3 separate regions of the Zea mays genome follow, and regions 1 and 2 are each linked to region 3. A link is a contact called in public Hi-C data. All regions are on one chromosome and are shown on one strand. Each heading gives the region's core, a stretch centred on a gene start, on an enhancer-like site or on the middle of the called end of the contact. The rest is flanking DNA. Distances are from core to core; before and after follow the strand shown. Region 1 holds the start of LOC100191174. Region 2 holds the start of LOC100278567. Region 3 holds the start of LOC100280403 (Phosphoglycerate mutase-like protein AT74H).

Region 1 (4,423 bases), core at 921-3,420, 190 kb after region 3:
TGTCTTGTATTTGCATTTCAGCTTCCACGCCTGTGCCATCCCTTCCTATAGACATGGAGATTTTAGATGTGATATCTACTTCTTCGGATGTCATAGAAGATATATCAAGTGATCCAGACGACATGCCACATGATTTCTAGTTTATGTATCGTGTGTTTCAGACTTATATATTACGTGGTTAAAACTTCTGTGAACATGTATGATCATTTATGTGTGGTCAAGACTCTAGACTATGTATTGTGTATTTGTGTGGTTGAGACTTATATGTGGATGTGAATGAACAATCGTGTTTTAAGACTTATGTATCGTGTTTATTATGAGCTTTTCCGATTATAATTACCGTTTCCCGATCAATTCCGAGCTATTTTGCTCGGATTTATCCGTTTCCGATATACCGGAATTTACCGGTCGTTATCCGTTTCTGACTTTCCCGTTTACCGATTCCGGCCGAACAAAAAATTATGCGGGTGAAAATGGTGAGAGGTTTTTTCCGACCGTTTTCACCCCTAGTTCCCACGATCCCGGAACGAGGAACGTGGCCAAGTTCTCAGTTCCCGGTTACTAAGGTTTGGTTTACACGTCCGATCCAAATCCACACAAGGAAAATTTATTTAAGGATTGCTTGTTTTCCCTTGGATAGTTTCCACCCGTCAGTGTTATGTTCTTTCCTGTTACTTCCTCCTGTTCTTTCCTGTTACTTCCTCCTTTATAGCAGATTGAGCATAGGAAGCCGACTAATAGGGCTGGATATCGAGCTAGCTTAGCTCAGCTCGACCGAGTTCGAGCTGGCTTGTTAAGTGAATGAGCCATAGAGTCAGCTCGGCTTGGTTCGTTTACGAGCTCGAGCTGGCTCGTTTGCTCGCTGGCCACAACAAAAAAAAGATGTATATAACAATCAATTTCTAGTTAATTCTAAACCAATTTAACAATAGAAAATAGCAACTATACTCATAGTTTTATAGACCACATCAATACAACACCAAATTAACACAACTCACCACTAACCAGTTTACCATAAATTCACAATTTACGTATATATTCATCAGTTCAACCCATATTCATAGGCGCACAGGCCAATTTAACACATAAGTACAATTCATCAATTATCAAATTTAATCTATAGGCCATAGACACTGTACATACATATAACATATTCACTAATTCACACGTAAACATATAGTTTCGTTTTGCTGAAATATGATAACTCGTTGAGCTCGCGAACTGACTCGTTAACAAATCGAGCTAACTCATTACCAAACCGAGCTAGGATATTAGCTCAGCTCGTGAAAAAATTCAAACGAACCGATTCAAGTCTAACCGAGCCAGCCATAAATCGAGCGAGCCGACGAGCCACAAGTATTTCGTTCAGCCCTAACGACTAACGACGTGGTCCTAATGCAACTAGGTGCGTTCAGATGTGGCCACGACCACGACATGGCTATAGCGAGCAGCTAGGCACGACCAAGGCACGTGGCTAGACGTGTGGGGCTAGACGTAAGACTATCTTCAGTAGCTTATTTATTTCTATACTCATATTTAAATTTTATTATGCGAACAATACAATATATAATATAGAACTAAAAAATAGTGTTTTAGATAAACTATAAATAAACTACTGGGTCTAAGTCGCCACTTCTGACTGACCATGACGAGGGTGCGGGTAGGGCAGGGGTGACCGAAGCATGGCCGTTCCACACGAGGCACAGGCAACCGGAGCGGAGCAGGGAGCATGCGAGTGTTCACGGAGAGGAAGAAAAGATGATGAAAGAAAATAAATAAATAATAAATTCTTTTAAAATGTTCTTGGTATTTTTCTAACTCTACCAAACTTTGTTAAAGTGTTCTTTAAAAATTTTCACCAAATAAAATGAATCAAGCTATATTTTGTGTCTGAACTATTTAGCTAATTTTTGTGTGAGTGGACGTTGTTTTTACTGCACGTGAAGTTGGTTTGGAGCCGTAAATGGGCCCTATGATAGAGTTGGACAATAGGTGGGCCGCGCCGCTTCTCTTTCTCATTCCTGGCCTGGCGCACGTAGTTATTATTACCGCAATAAATTAAATCATTATTATTCGTACGCTTCTCAGAGAAGAATGGGAATCCAAAATCCTATAAGACCCTCCTCCCTTCATGCACAGCTCTGCCGCTTGCCTCCGCCGGCGAGGGAAGGGACGAGGCGCCGAGCCGGCAACCGTTTTCGGGGTTGCTGGCGGCGATTGGCTGCGGTTCCGCATCAAGGCTGGTCGAACGCTGCCCCTCCTGGTACGCCCCTGCCCGCTGCCTCCATTTCGCCTTTCGGTGGAAAGCATTTGCCTTTAGGCTGATTATTGTGTGGTGTCAAATTACTTTTTTTTTCATCCATAGCCTCCCATATCGAAGGAAAAAAAAATAGAAAGCCGCTGACTTTAGTTAAACCTGGATTGCTATGGCTATCGTTGTGTTGTTACTTGGACCTCTGGTGTTAGGTTCCTCATATTCTGCTTACTAGATTTCTGCTGTTGATGCCTGTAGATTGGTAGGTAGCTCGAGATGGATCTGATTCTTCCATATAAGGTTGGGGACCTCGCGGAGTCCAAATCCTTGGTGAGCGGTTACAGAGGTGCATGGTTTCGCTGTAAGGTCAAGCCTCACTTATCCCCCTTCTCTGTTCAGTTACTATGTTATAATTAAGCGTTTCCTGCATTTGTTTTTAATATGTGGGGGGCAGTGAATTACTAATTTCAAACTGTTGATATTCAATTAACTCTTGTCTGAAATTCATATCGTCCCTAGTTAGTACTCCCTCAGGTTAGGGAATGTAAATAGTTTTAGTTTTGTCATAAACCTCTAACATTGACTAAGTTTATGGAAAGATGCATGCACATCTACAAAATGAAACAAACTTTTTCCTCATTGTTTTATTCATTGTGCATCTCATGAACTGTAGATGTGTAGTCATATTAGATGGACAAAAGTAGAGCAAGGGGGCTAACTAAGTTCAGCTATTTTTCAGATACATAATATGCGTGTCAGGCTTGGATACCTGGAGTGTTACTTGGAATACATTGATTATCCAGGAGAAAGTAAGCAAAGCTTTATCTTAGTTCTCTCTTGTTAAGCAATTGTTTTGTTTTTTCAATAGTGATACTAAAATTTGTGAATATTTCACACTGCTAACCTTTATTGTACAATCTGTGTAATCCAAACCCTAATGATTACAATACCTTATAAGAATACAAAGGAACCACAAGCACTTATAGGCTTTGGCATCTATTATGGAAATGTCAAGTTCTAGGGGTATTGCACCACAAGCAGGTACATATTTTGAGGTTTGGGTGACACCATTTTCTTCATTAGGAATTTACAATCTTTGTCCTTGCCATGTATATTTAGAAGAGAATTCATGTCTAATACCCTTGTCATCACGATATTCATCAATTCTAGCATTTTTGAATTATGACCCATTATCACTTCTAACTTTCTTGATGTCAAAATCAAATTGATTTTGGGTCAATATAGCAAATGACTTAAATGTTTCAAATACATTTGATTTATCTCAAAGAAAATAGACCCAAGTAAATTTAGAATAATTATCCACAATTACAAGACAATAGGAATTACCACTAATACTCATAAAAGACGTTAGTCCAAAAAGATCCATGTGAAGTAATTCTAATGGTTTATAAGTAGACATTTGACTCTTGTAGGGATGAGTATTTGCCACTTGCTTCCCGGCTTGACATGAACTACACAATTTGTTCTTTTCAAATTTCACATCCTTCAACCCTCGAACTAAATCATGCTTGGATAATTGATTCAATTGTTTCATACCAACACGATTAAGTCTTCTATGCCATAGCCAACCTAGTGAAACCTTAGAGAATAGACAAGTTGTAAGCTTTGCCTCATTAAATAAAAAATCAACAAGATAAAGATTTTCATGTCTAAAACCTTTAAATATTATATTGCTACCATCAACACTTGAGATGAGAACATCATCAACGGTAAAGTTGCAACTAAAACCCAAATCACATAGTTGAGCTACAGATAGCAAATTAAAGTTAAGAGATTCAACTAAGAGTACATTTGAAATGGAATGATCATTTGAAATAGCAATTTTACCCAAACCTTTAACCTTTCCTCTGCGATTGTCTCCAAAAGTGATGCTATCATAGGTTGAGCAACCTTTCTCACTCATTTCGGTGAACATCCTCATATCACCGGTCATATGTTGAGTACAACCACTATCCAACACCCAATGATTTCCTCACGCCTTTAATTTACCTACAAAAGGAAATCAATCTCTTTTAGGTACCCAAATTTGTTTGGATCCTCGGATGTTAGTGACCAAGGATTTTGGCACCCAAATTCCTTTCTTTTTGGTACCAACAATTGAAGTGCCAACAAACTTAGCATGTACACCTTTTGCATTATGTGAAAGAA
Region 2 (3,986 bases), core at 1,182-3,681, 180 kb before region 3:
CCGGCCACCAAAGGGACCTCGCTTACTCACCCAGGTGCGACGGCAGGTTAAGCCGATTGGACCACCACACCAATCGGAAAGGACGGGAGGTCATAATGTTCAATTAAGACCTAACGTGCCTGCATGGACACTTCCACCACCATATCCACCTATGCCATATCCATACACATACATACCTCCAACATATGTCCCAAATCAAATGTGGGGCATGCCACCATACTCATTTGGGATGCCACAGTACCCCGCTTGGAAGGTACCCCAAACATCTGTATTCAATAGGTTGACACCTCCAGTACAAGACCGATTGAGAGCCCCTCAATCTGGTCCACGAGCACAGGCCCAGCAAGATTGCCGAACAACTCGGCCCCAAAGGCTGACTAATCCGGCAGGGGGGGCATACAGCTACAACCTCCAACAGTACGAAAAAGGGAGACATCATTAAAATAGGAACGACATATGTCGTCGTACAACAAAATAACGAAGGGCCGATGATTTTTGGTGAATCGGCCAACACAAACAAAAAAGAAAGTACGACTGTCAATAAAATAGCCGATCCAAAATACTCCATACCCCGATGGTGCCCATCGGGATTGACACGATCGCAAAAGCGAAAATTACAGCGCCTTAGAGCAAAGGAGAATCAGGAGGAGGCGGAAAAAATATTCAATGACACACATCCGCAGTATCTGCCACCACAAAAGAGATGGAGACCAAAGGCCGTTGAGGAAAATCAAACGGCCATAAAGACAGAAAATAAAACAACAACTGTGCAACTCTTTGCAGGTATAGCAGACAGTCCGGCTATAAAGACCGGACCAACCGTACAGGGCGCGGACCGTCCGACCCCTGAGGCCGACTCATCCGCAATACACCATGACACCTGCAACGACGTACCAACGCCCATGGAGGAAGACGACATGCAAGGAGAAGACCTGGTCGACTACAAAGCTACGCCAGAACACTTAGAAAATTAGGAAAGCAAGGTGATGAATTGGTCAGGACCAGTATGGCGCTTGGCGGTATTGGGACTAACAGTTCGATTAAAGCTAAAGGGGTCAAGTCCGTTGAGTCAACCATCGGGACTAAGGCCATTGCGTGTCATCCTAGTAAGTGTCAAGATGCCTAAAAAAACTGATGTGATCACATCGAGTTAGTTGCTTTTGGTTCGCTCAGCTCCACCAAAAGGCAGGGGGCATATGTTTGGAACCAAATTGAGCCTTGCGGACGGTCCAGCCCTGAGGCCGGACGGTCCGCGGTCCGGACAGTCCGCGCCTGGGGGCCGGACGGTCCACGCGTGCGCAGAGCAGATTAGGGTTCCGAGTTTTATGTTACGGTTGTTAGCTAAAATCACGGGAAAAGCTCGGAAATTAGTTTGTAAAGGGTCCAACCCCCCTCCTCTATAAATAGAGAGGTATACGGCCGATTTGTAATCATCAATCGAATCAATACAACTTCTATTTCGCATTTATTTCCAGTACAATTAGGAGTAGTTCTGGTCTAGTTCTAGTTTAGTCTCTCGATCCCTAAATTCTTCGCCTCTCCTCGACTCTACGTCGATTAGAGGAGTCTAGGTCGGTCTACCCGAGCCTAGACAACTCTTAGGATCTCTCCTCCCCGACAGGGTCCCTCCCGGGAGCGAGATCCAGGCGCCGCCGGCGATCCTTCGCCGCCTCTGCGTACGCGCGGACCGTCCGGCCCCCAGGGCGCGGACCGTCCGGCCGTCAGGCAGAGGACCCTAGCCCCTGCGCCATGTCGCGGACCGTCCGCGCCTGACCAGAGAGCACCGTCACGGTTTTTGTTAAGTGTTTGGCGCTCCAAAAAGGCGTCAACACGTGCTCAACACTGTTTCACTGTGCAGTGCTCACCAGCAGAATCACTTCCAACCTGCCCCCCACCCACCAGAATAACTCTTTCAGTGAACCAAATTAAATCAAGGAGCTGGAGCGTTAAGAATTATTAGGGAGCCGAATTCACCCAAACAAGAAGCATGACGATCCACTAGTACGGCTGGATGGCCAATTATAAATAAAGATATCGTTATATGAACATGCCTAACTTTGGAGGCCAATTACCAGCCGAACTAGCCATCAGCACTACAACTGCAAGACCAGCAGGTCACCTAGATACCATGCTCCATGCTTTTCCTAATCACGAATCACTCGGAAAAGGGCACCCCAGAGCGAGAGATCTCTGGGTACCGTTGCGAATTTGACTGGCAGCGGCGGCGCGTACCTAGCGAGCGTGAGCACGCAGGAGGGAGGCTCTCCAGCGAGGAACGCGAGCTTCAGGTGGAGCAGCTGCTCGGTACTGTTCTGCGCCGCCGCGTTAGCCATCGGCGGCTGGGTGGGCTTCTGCTCTGAGCGCGCAAGGGAGGAGGACGCGGAGGCGGCGGTTTCTCTTTTGTTTGATGTTTTGGGAAGGGCACTGGTACGGACTGAGTGTATGTAGACCTAAATGATTATTATCGCGGTTTTATTTCACTTCTCAAATTCTAAAACCAAATATTTTATCAACAATTTTTTTAAGAAAACCGCTCAAATCTAGTTTTAACTAAGATAGGGAGGTAATTTGAAATTGATGCAAAATATACACGTCAACAAGAACACGAACTTGGGAGAGGAAGGGAGCGTCGCTGGCGGTTGGAGACGCCGTATGAGAAGAGAAAGAGGCCACGGTGTCACGAAAGGAAAGAGGTCAAAGATAGAAAAGAAGAAAAAAAAAGTAAACCAGTGGCAGATAAGTAATCTTCAAAGTTGTCCACCTTGATAGCACATACAAGCAGGGAGAGAGTTGTTTTCGATTTTGTGCTAGAGTAAACGCAACTTTTGGCCCAAATCAGCCGTTGTTTTTCATCTTTTTACTTGGCTTTTGGCTTTTAAAAATGCAAAAGCAGGTTTAAAAGCATATCCATAAAATGTATAGTATTATTGATAATACAAAAACTATACTATCATGAAATTACAATTCAAGATTTTTCGCAAGTACAATAAGACATTTTAACCTTTTAGATATATTATTTTTATTACATATATATAGTGTATATCTGAAAATGTAGCAAAAATAATATATATATACACACATTACTGAAGAACGTGGGTTAAACTAAGGGTCTGTTTGGTTCGTGGCTAACTGTGCCACATTTTACTTAAGTTTAGTCGTTCGAATTGAAGAACTAACCTTAGACAGAAAAGTTAGACAAAATATGGTAAGTTAGACAGCGATCCAAATAGACTCTAAGTACGTCGACAACGACGTACTTATTTCAAACAAGTATGTCGACTACGAGCTCCTAACGTAGTACGTTCGTTGGGTCCCTGCCATAACATACTTGAATGTATGTATGTCGTCTGGTTGTTGCTCCAAAGTACTTAACGTTAAGTAAGTCGGTTCAGAGGAAGACTGACATACTTAAAGTTTGTTTGGATGGGCCGTGGTGCGGAAAAAACTGTTGTGGGCTGTGAGCTGTGAAAAAAAGTCGTTGTGGTCTGTGACCTGTTAAAAAGCTAAAAACCGTTTGGTGGAAACCACTAAAAGCTGTTAAAAGTTCTTCGATATATATTTTCACAGTTTCATCCGAAAGCCACTAAAAGCAGGTCTAGGGGTACTTTCAGTTTTGCACTACGAGAAAGTCAACTTTTAGAAAAAGCCGCTTCCTGGATCCAACCCTTTGGTTTGATTTTTATAGGGCAAAAGTCAAAGCCAAACCAAACACACCCTTAATGTTAGGTACGTCGATATCACAAATAGACATACACGTACTTAATCGCTGGAATTAATTCATCGTGCCCCATTTCTCTCCTCTCCTCTATGCTACACGCTCCACCATCGCGCTCTCCTCTTCACCCATCGCGCACTCCTTCTCCGCCTAGCTCTCTCCGACGCTCAAGAGATCCAGTTGTCCACCGCCCCGCCCTCTGCCTGTGGCCCCAGACATTGATGCCACCGTGACAGCCCATCGTGGTCAATGTCTCTCCCTCCGTCAAGCC
Region 3 (3,847 bases), core at 185-2,684:
TGTCATTAGTATCTCAGTGACCCTGACATAGAGATTAATTTAAATCAGACTAGCTGATCACAGTTTGCAGATTCAGAGTACACATAGAACTCTTTTAAGTGGCAGATAATCTAAACTGGCACTCAGAGTTTTTAGTTTCTAAATGCCCAACCTGTAAAATAAAATAAAAAGGGAAAGAAAATTTTCTATTTATGATACACATAAATGTATTTTTATAGTTGTCTAACTTAGGAGTTTCAGATTTAGCTTCTGCATGATAAATCTAACAAGAAGGTGTTTTTTGGCGTGTCATGGATAGAATACAATTGTTTTAATGTATTTAACTTGCTTGTCATGACATGCTGTAATATTTGATGGCACCAACAAGCAAGGAATCATAGGAGAAGCAACAGCTCTAATCATAAAAATTCAAATAAAATTGGATATGGGGGGAAATCATTTGTACACTGGAGTCGGTTTTGACCTTCCAAATTAACATCTAGTTCCTCATGTATAGTAGTGTTAAAATCACATCTTATATACTCGGTTTTAGTTTTATTGAGTCTAAAACCTTTGGACTGTAGTCTCCCGCCATAACTCTAGTTTCATATTTACTCTGCACGGCTTTCATTAACTAGCACTATATCGTATGTAAAAAGCATATACCAAGAAATGACCTCATCCATTAGACCATTACCAAGACCAAAAAAAAAGGACTCAAAGCTGATCTTTGACGTAACCCTATTCTAATTAAGAAGTTATTTGTGTTTCTATCACTTGTTTGAACACTAGTCACAACATTGTTGTATGTGTCTTTAATGAGTCCAATCCAAAATCTATATAACATTTTTTTGGTATTTTGCCATAAGGCTTGTTCAAATCGATGAAAAGCGTGTGTCTCCCTATACTAATTCATCACTTAACTTATTAAAAAAAGGGTACATGGTAGACCTCCGGGACATAAAGCTAGATATCTGTCAGGTAACACTCCATAACCCTCTTGTATGTATGTCACAACGTAGTGGCAGTTCAATAATTCCCGATCGTCGATGCTTCCCAGAGTGCTCGCAATCGGATTGCTCCAGGAACGCCAATTTTCCGAATGCCTGCGTCCAACGAAGCCCCCATTTCGCGCGGTAAACTCACAATCGAACCCAATAATACGCTTCAATCGGTCGAGGGACACAGCAAGCCAAATAAATAACGCGTCCCATCTGAATTCGCTCCCCCTGACCCCAATTCCCGCCAGCGATTTGATGTCCAGCGAAACTAACCAACCGAGCGCCGCGAATGCAGCGCGGATCGGCGCGATTAAGAGGAGCAGTCGAAGCTTGCAAAGCAAGTAAGGGTAGGGGAAAGTTCATCTCCTGGGGATGGGGAATCCACACGTACCTCGTCGCCGTCGCTGTCACGGGAGGAGCAGGTGCGAGAGGGGAGGAGACGCGCCCGTTTCTGAGGACCCAGAATGGCAGGAAGAGAGAGATTTTGAATCTAATTTTGGGGTGGTCGTGTGTACTGGTACTGGCGTAGGAGGAGAAGATCCCGCCAGAAACGTGAGATGCACACGTAGAGGTCCACGCCCAACAAACGATTGTTTTCAAGGTACTCGTGTTCATCCTCTATATCATTCATTTACCGTCTCTTCTTAAAGATTCTCTCCTCCATATCTTCATCTTCAGTAACATCCTCTATATCTCACACTTTATACATAAATAACGATATTATAGATATATTTTACTTTTAATTTTTGTGCATACGTATTTATCACTCTCAAATGTACATATTTTAGTTTGACTAAATCTATTGTTTAAAGTATGAAAATGGATAGAGCAGAGGAGATAAAAACTCTATATATAGAGGATACAGCAGTATTCTCTAAATTTAGAGGACCGTTTAGAGAACGTTGTTGGGTACGTAGAGAACAACCATATCCTTTAAATTAAGAGTACAGAACCCTTTGGAGTTACTTGTTAGAGTTAATCTTATACATGTCTACATAGTGGTTGACAATTACCCGAGTCAAAGTATTATTTTCAGCCATAGTCGTAGTTGTATTAAAACCACATCAAGCCACAACGAATAAGTTATATACAGAGAGAGAGAGGTATAGCATGGTCATAAATCCTGACCGGTAGAACCGTGGAAGGTGTACTGGATGACTGAACACATTCGTTCTCGCTTTGCAAGTTCTCAATTGCATTAGGAGGCAGCTTTTTAGATTGATCATCGTCGAATTCCACAACAGCCAAAGCTATTTCTCAGTCGGCAAAATTAACTATTTGTCAATAGGAGGTGAAATGGCATACAAAATGCAATGCCAGCTACTTTGTCAGTGACGGATTTTCGCTAGTGAGAGTGATTCCCGCAGATCAGAGAGAACCCCGCCTCGGCGCCTCCCAACGACCTCGCCACCAGGGATTCAGAGCGATACCTCGCGAACCGCATTGCTGTGCTCAACCAGTCTTCTTTGTCAGTGTCCTGACGTGACACATCTGGTCACTGACACAGACGCGGCGGCGGCGGCGGTGTAGAGCCGAGAGCGTCGCGGTGGTCCGCAACGTGGGGACGCTGAGGCGGCGTTCGGCGTCGTGGAGGTGGTTGTCGTCGACGTCGGCCGCCGCGACGTCAGCGCCTCCGGCAGCCACGGCACCACCTCGCGCCTCCGCCACTTCGCCTCCCTACCCCTAGCCCGCGCCTACCTCAAGGCAAGCTATCCCGCCATTGCTCACCAGACCCCTAAACCCTAGTCCCCTGCCCTCCATTTGTTTGTGCAGGACGGGAGAGGGTGTGACATCTGCGGCATGGAGATCATCGACGATGCGTAGCCGGTTTCCGACAATGAGGTCGGTGGGTTTCTCGTTATTCAGTACGTGAAGTAACGCTGGTCGGTATGCAAGCTGAATGGGGAAATTGTGATTTACTGTATGACTGAGTCTAGTGGACTCATATGGAAATTAGCTCAACCCAGTCACCGAGTTCACTGCCATGTTTTTTTTATTCGAGGAAAAAAAGTTCGCTCCCATGTTACTCACTTACTCACGTATTTGCATTGGGCACTTTTTAAATCGTGTGCACTGTGCAAACACCAAACACGTTAAATTAGCATTCCTTTTGATGTTTCATTCAGGCATATATTATGAAATCAGCATAGTATTCAATAATTGATTAGCATAGTATTCAATAATTGATTAGCTTGGACAAAGTGTGATTCTGGAGAAATTTACATCTCTTACAAAAAGGGCAGTAACAGTAAAACTCCTAGGACACAACTAAGATGTTAGCTACAGATGCTATTTGAGTTCTATTAATATCCATTACACGAGCATAGCTAACAATCGCCTTTTGTTCGGATTGAATCCTTCCATTTATGTTCTTTTCATCCTATATATAGGGCACAGGACTCTCACAAAAAGAGTGCGATGTCTGGTGACTTCTTTGTATACATCCCTCATTATGGCAATGAAACTGCATCTCTCATAGTTACAGTTGCAGCTTCAATTGTTCTCCACCACTTTGGGTGGGGGTGGGATCTTCTTTTTTTGTCAGCCTAGTCGAAAGTGGAATTTGTGTGGCTGCAAATAGTCATAAAGCTGTTGCTTTTGAGCTACTATTTTATGAAGCTGACGGCTGCGCAGTGCTAAATTTCCATGTCCTACTCTAAATAGTCACATGTTCTCTCTGCCAGCCATGGTTGGGCATTATTTTGGAGATATATATGTATTTATCTAGGGTCTAGGCGATAACTTTGGTGATTTATATATCTTTTGTACACTATGGCCTTGTATACCAAACCTTTTTATTGGCATATGTATGTCACTCTGAAAAAGTTCTAGTCAATTTTTTGTACATAAAAAACTGGTCTATATAC

What was found. A called contact is a pair of places that touch in the nucleus more often than the background predicts.
Region 1: a contact with region 3 is called in a Hi-C map of leaf, with 6 times the contacts expected there. The contact joins the promoter of LOC100191174 here to the promoter of LOC100280403 in region 3. A contact is called at or near these places in 16 of 25 Hi-C or Micro-C datasets (bundle sheath, ear, endosperm and 5 more).
Region 2: a contact with region 3 is called in a Hi-C map of ear, with 2.3 times the contacts expected there. The contact joins the promoter of LOC100278567 here to the promoter of LOC100280403 in region 3. A contact is called at or near these places in 2 of 25 Hi-C or Micro-C datasets (ear and leaf).

What each region holds. Positions count from the first base shown.
Region 1 is chr10:90,026,263-90,030,685 of Zm-B73-REFERENCE-NAM-5.0, reverse strand. It overlaps LOC100191174, which reads left to right and starts at 2,170. Exons shown (of 7, transcript NM_001136609.1): 1 at 2,170-2,263; 2 at 2,513-2,620; 3 at 2,994-3,063. The coding sequence starts at 2,531.
Region 2 is chr10:90,390,598-90,394,583 of Zm-B73-REFERENCE-NAM-5.0, reverse strand. It overlaps LOC100278567, which reads right to left and starts at 2,431. Exons shown (of 10, transcript NM_001151803.2): 1 at 2,233-2,431. The coding sequence starts at 2,333.
Region 3 is chr10:90,213,241-90,217,087 of Zm-B73-REFERENCE-NAM-5.0, reverse strand. It overlaps LOC100280403 (Phosphoglycerate mutase-like protein AT74H), which reads right to left and starts at 1,434. Exons shown (of 5, transcript NM_001153326.1): 1 at 1,372-1,434; 2 at 931-1,085. It overlaps LOC103641370 (a long non-coding RNA gene), which reads left to right and starts at 2,103. Exons shown (of 3, transcript XR_560276.3): 1 at 2,103-2,822.